Linked DNA regions of Sus scrofa: region 1 is linked to region 2. The links are chromatin contacts, called in public HiChIP or PLAC-seq maps. All regions are on one chromosome and are shown on one strand. The core of a region is the stretch at or near the end of the contact, and the rest is flanking DNA. Distances in the headings are between cores, read along the strand shown.

Region 1 (2,803 bases), core at 298-2,797, 77 kb before region 2:
GCTTCCTTTTTTTTGCAGCAAGTGCCCACCAAAAACACCAAGAACTGTTGTGCGGATCCAAGTCATTTCATTACTTTGCTTTTCAGGTATATTGCAAGTTGATGTGCTAGTCAAATAGCTTCATGTACAACAGTAATCAAGTGGCATTTGTACATGACAGAAACAAAATTAACACATACTGAAATTATGATTTTCAAGATGAGATATGAATCATTTCTAACATCCTTACATGAGTTAGTCAAACACAGAAGTCGCCTCCATCCATGAACCCTGCCATCAGCATGATGAAAAGTGTTTTCTGAATTTCTGTTGCGTTCTAGGCATTAGAGGGTTGCAACTGAATGAGAAGCAGCCAGTTCTTATCTTCTGTTGCTCCTAATTTCACAGGGAAAATGAGGATTTTCTTGGGAGGGAAAAAGTAAAGGACTTCGGGGTGAATTCTGATCCCCTGCCCCCTCTTCTGGGAATAGCTTCTAATTTTCCTCTTGGATCCCTCCTTTCCCATGTATCTGTCCCTGAGGTCTGGGTGGGGCTCCATTCTGGACAATATGAATACTGTATTCCCCTGACAAAGACTGGGTCAGGGATCAGCAATGAGTCAAGGATCTGCCTGTGACCAAATGGAGCCAATGACACCCACTGAGATCTTTCCTAGGATTGCAATGAAGACAATTTTGTTCTTTACCTCTGACCTTGAACCTGAAAGAAAGCGAACTCTAAAGCTGCTAGCTTCCATCCTGTGGTACCTCAGAGCCCTAGGGTACTACGGGTGCAGAGCCAAACAAGAGGACCTGAGCCCTGAGCCTGTCTGGGTCCCTGGATTCAGCCACGCCTGAAGCTAGGCTCTTGATTCTCAGTCATATGAACAAATACGTTTTTCTCCTTCACTTGAACTACTGTGGACTAAGTTTTCTGACCCCCATAACTGAAGGTTGGTCCATGTATAATACTGTCCCACCTTTGATAGAAACTCCATGCCTAGAAGTTTCTCTTTAGCAGTGTGTTGACAGAAAAACCCAAATCAAGAGAAAGCTCTTCGGCTGCACTTGGTAAAACCATCTCCTGCTACCCTTGCTAGCTTGGCCATGGTGCTGGGGAAATGCTGCCAGTTAATCTGGTGGGTCAGTGTAAGTGAGCTTCTCAGCAATCAGATAAGTGAGGAAGGCAACACCCATGGAGGAGGTTTGGTTTTCTCAGACAGGCTCAACTTTCAATCCACTGGTTCTTTTTTTTCCTAATATTCAAAACCTTGCCAGTGCAGGATCTTTCATAGGGTGAGAAAGCATTAGTGACTCTAAATGAACTGTGTTGCCAGGGTTTCCAAGAAACAATAACAAGGCCAGGCTCTGGTTGACCTTCCAGGACCTCAAACATGCCTGGGGCCCTATGGTCGTAACAGCAGAGCAATCGCTTCTCCTAAATTCACTCTCCCCTTTAACTTCTGCCTACTTGACTCCTCTGCTTCAGCAGCAGCTGTCTCCTAGTCATCAACTCAGTCTGCCGTCCCTACTTCCTGTGGACCCTGCTTGGCTTGTGTCCGGTCTGCCTTTAGGTCCTAGCTCTTTGGAGCAGCAGCTCTCCCCAAGTCCCTGGGGCCTCTCCAGGGCACACCCAGCAGTCTGGCCCTGCCCGTTCCCATCACCTGACCCCAGCTCCTGAAGCACCCTCCAGACCACTTTCCCCCCACATGGGGCTGCCAGGATACCAGCTCTCTCACATCTCCAACAGTCCTCCTTTGTGGGTCCATGGCTGCCCTTTCTTCTCCCACTGCCACAGGTGGGCATTCCTCTTACATTATTCCCTCTAAATAATTAATTATTGTTTCAGCTTCCTTCCACCCTCCCAGCTAACAATACTATAAACGGTAATTCATTATTCAAATTGAGTCTTTCTGCTAACTCGTTTATGTTAAAGAAGAGATAATGTGGAATGACTCGAATCCAGGGAAACAGAAGAAGCAGACAGCCCACTGAAGACAACTTAGAAATACTGAGTGTTTTTTTCCTTTCATTTATCTTTTTCTCCTTATTTCTTTCTTCAATAGTGACCTCTCACCACAGCTGAAGGCCGCATTTCCTTGTCAACACTGATGTCACGCGTGTCACTCTGGTCATGCATTTCCAAACACCAGGCCTAACAGTAACATCTTGCTTTGTCACTTCAAGCCCTGTAAGTCAACAATGTAAGTCTGTTTTCACCCTGAAAACCAGGTCTTGGTTGCATGACTTATTTTGGTTGGCTCTGTTCTTCTTCTCCCAGGCTTCTGGGACAATCAGGAGTAATACTTGCCTTCTTCACCACCCAGTCAACACAGTAATACCTTCCTTGCCTGGAGAAAGACACCCAGACCAAGCCTGCATTGCTTTCAGGTGGGAGGCTCAGAGGCTTTGCCCACTACGTGTCACTATTCCCCAGGAAGCTCTGACACGTGTACCTTCCTTTTTCTCTACTATGACCAAGACACAGGCTTGTCACATGGAATCAAAAGCTTGCTGGAGGCCCAAAGTGGTCCCTTCAGCACCCCCTTGCTGAATCCACCTAACATGCCACTACCAGGTGAGTTTTCTCAAGAACACCTCCCTGTATATACCAACACTTTGGTCAGAGTTTTCCAATCTGTATTCTACTCATGCCAAGTGATACTTTACAAAAAACTGTGGGCAAATGAGTTTGGGAACTACAAATACTCATTTTCCCTTTCTTGGAGATTCATAACCCAGATGTGTAGGTTGATGTCTCAGAAATCTAAAAACCTTTCATTTTGTTTAATTCAGCATTTCCTACAGGGATTTCACCAAGGAAC
Region 2 (2,700 bases), core at 48-2,547:
TCTCCACGTTTCTTCTTAGATCTTAAGTCTTCCCAGGGCTTTTAGTCAAGGTCAGCAAAATCAGACTTCATAGGGAAAAGATTTCAAATGATGGGCTTTGAAATAAAAACTCAAAATGAATTTCAACGAAAAGGATCCCGAGTGTCCTTCCCAGATGAGGCCATGAATTAGGTCATCATAACCACAGCACTGGAGTAGTAACTAGATCTGGGCAGATAAGACCCTGAAATGATCGCTTTTTATACATAATGTTCCTAACATTTTATCCAGGGATGTACTTCTGCATAAATGAAGGACATTATATATTGTCCTTCTTAAATAAAAAGAAACCCAGAGACTTCCTAGGGTTATTATTTATGGCATGTGCACAGCAGCACATGCTCACATACATGCTGTACACACATACATATATACATCAGTTTCATGTGTGTCTATTACAGGCCAGCACAGAGCACAGCCATAGAAATACCTTCTGTTTTCTGCTGCCACTAACATGAACCCTATTATCCCTGGGCTTCTAAAATTTTCCTTTGAAATAAGCTGTCTCCATCCATGAACCAACCCTAGCAGAGGCTGAATACAGTTCAATAAATGCAGCTGTATTATAGATCTAATTATCAGCCCATCAAAGAGAATTTATAATCTCCAACCCCCATGAATCAGCCTTCAGTTCCTTTCACCCACTCAATCTCAGAGGAGGGAAAAAATAAACAAGCAAATAGCGAATGGCCTTGCAAATATGTTTGCTGGGTCCTGTCTTTCTTGAGCCTTTGAAAAGCCACATTAAGAAAACAGAACGCTTGCAAGAAAACTGAGCTAAAATGGAACTTACCTAGCATTTTAGTAGAAAAATTTAAAATCTTTCCATTTGATAATAACCCAATGTCCTTTACTATGGCATTTGTTTTTAGAAACAAAGGAAGAAATATTTTAGTTCCAGTGATGCAGTTTCATCTATATTTTATAGGAAAAGTTCATCAGCAGTCAGAAGAGAAATTCATTTTTCAAAAATGCATTCTGACTTGATTAAATTATACAACTTCAGTCATGATGGAATCATCTCAACATTAAAAAAAGAAGAAGAAGAAAAAGAAAGAAAAAGGAAGAAAAAAAAAAAAAAAACTTCCCCAGATTCTGCAATAGCTTCTGTGTGCTCCGAGTTGAGCTTGGTTGCTCTCTGGTTGCCAGTGTCTAACAGTAAACAGCCCTGCTGCATTTATTGGCAATTACTGCTGAAGGTCACACATCAGCAGTGAGCCTAAATTCCAGGAAAAAAAGCAGCTCTTATGTAACTGCTGCCTGAATGCTGGCAGGTGCCCAACCCAGCAGTTCACAGCAATGTAAAAAAGTAGGACACCTCCACCCTGGGTTGGACGTCATGAGAACGCCCCCTGAAGGTGAAATTTAATAATTCTCCCATTTCTCTTCTGTTTTCTTCCCCCTAAATTTTACTGGCGGTGGCTTTCCTTTGCTTGCAGAAGTAGCTCCCGGGGGCAGAAGCTAAGGACAGAAAGGCAGACAGAGGCAGGCTGCAACCGCCCTAACAAGTAGAAATGACAACCTTGCTTTTTTGTTGAAATGGCAAGAGGCTGAAGCTGCAAACTGACACTGATGGCTCTGAAGAGTCTGAAGTGACAGTGACTGAATGGGGATCACATCTCCCAAATGTAGAAATGCAGCCCATCCACTGAGCCACAGCCCACACTTTCTAAACACGCCATTCCTCTCCAAAGAGGCATCTATGTAAATGAGGTAGGTCACTGCTCTACCCACTGCCTCATCTTGAAGTTAGAGGACTTTATCAAAATTACCCTTTTGTGGAGTTCCTGTCGTGGATCAGTGGAAACAAATCTAACTAGAATCCATGATGACACAGGTTTTATCCCTGGCCTCGCTCAGTGGGTTAAGGATCTGGCATTGCCGTGAGCTATGGTGTAGGTCACAGACCTACACCACGCAAGCTCAGATCTAGTGTGACTGTGGCTGTTGCATAGGCCGGTGGCAATAGCTGCAATTCGACCCCTAGCCTGGGAACCTGCACATGCCGCAGGTGCAGCACTAAAAAGATCAAAAAAGAAAAAAAGAAAAAGAAAAAAAACCTTTGGTTTGCCCAGAACTTCACAGTTTAGGAAAAGTGGCTCCATGGTCACCTGCCAGTTGTCCTCACCTGTCATGACCTTTCTCGCCCAGGTAAAAGTTCTTAAATTGCATGTCCTCATGACCCCATGTACTTCAGCTTCCTACATTTCTCATTGACAGCCTGTCATTTAACATTAATTTGTATTATTGTCTATCTCCCCCACAAAACCATAAACTCCAGAAGGGCAGACACTCTGCCTATTTGGGGCACCATTGTATCCAAATCCCCTAGCAACACAGAACAGGCACTCAAACATGAGTCACAGAAATGAATGTCTCAAGCATCAATCGGAGTCTGTTTAAAGCCAAGAAGGGGTGGATGCAGGAACCTTCCAGGGTTGGGGGGGACAGAAACATTCCCTATCTTGATTTGTGTGTGTCCAAAGGTAACAGTTCATCAAGCTACCAACTCAGGAATAAGCTGAACAGACACTAAGCAAGTAGCTCCTTACCCTTCTCCCATTACCTGTCCTCTTCCTGCCCCCTAAGGACAAGGTGAAATCAGGAAGTAAGGAGAGAGACCCTGCCTCGTGATTTGTGAAAAATGATAATAATAAAGAA

The links. HiChIP or PLAC-seq counts read pairs in DNA pulled down with a chosen protein or histone mark.
Region 1: a contact with region 2 is called in an H3K27ac HiChIP or PLAC-seq map of skeletal muscle. The contact joins two enhancer-like sites. A contact is called at or near these places in 5 of 47 Hi-C or Micro-C datasets (alveolar macrophages, blood, embryonic fibroblasts and 1 more) and 2 of 2 datasets of contacts at active chromatin or transcription factors (alveolar macrophages and skeletal muscle).

The regions. Positions count from the first base shown.
Region 1 is chr13:61,357,870-61,360,672 of Sscrofa11.1, reverse strand. All of the region lies in intron 51 of ITPR1 (inositol 1,4,5-trisphosphate receptor type 1), which reads right to left. Among named protein-coding and RNA genes, the nearest start is that of BHLHE40, 170 kb to the left of the region's middle. Within about 2 kb of position 1,547, at least 8 of the 83 cell types and tissues checked have an H3K27ac peak or open chromatin away from gene starts, as enhancers often do. A contact at or near this core is called in alveolar macrophages and skeletal muscle, where this site is marked.
Region 2 is chr13:61,280,443-61,283,142 of Sscrofa11.1, reverse strand. The region is part of intron 39 of ITPR1 (inositol 1,4,5-trisphosphate receptor type 1); the gene reads right to left. Among named protein-coding and RNA genes, the nearest start is that of ITPR1, 210 kb to the right of the region's middle. Within about 2 kb of position 1,297, at least 43 of the 83 cell types and tissues checked have an H3K27ac peak or open chromatin away from gene starts, as enhancers often do. A contact at or near this core is called in alveolar macrophages and skeletal muscle, where this site is marked.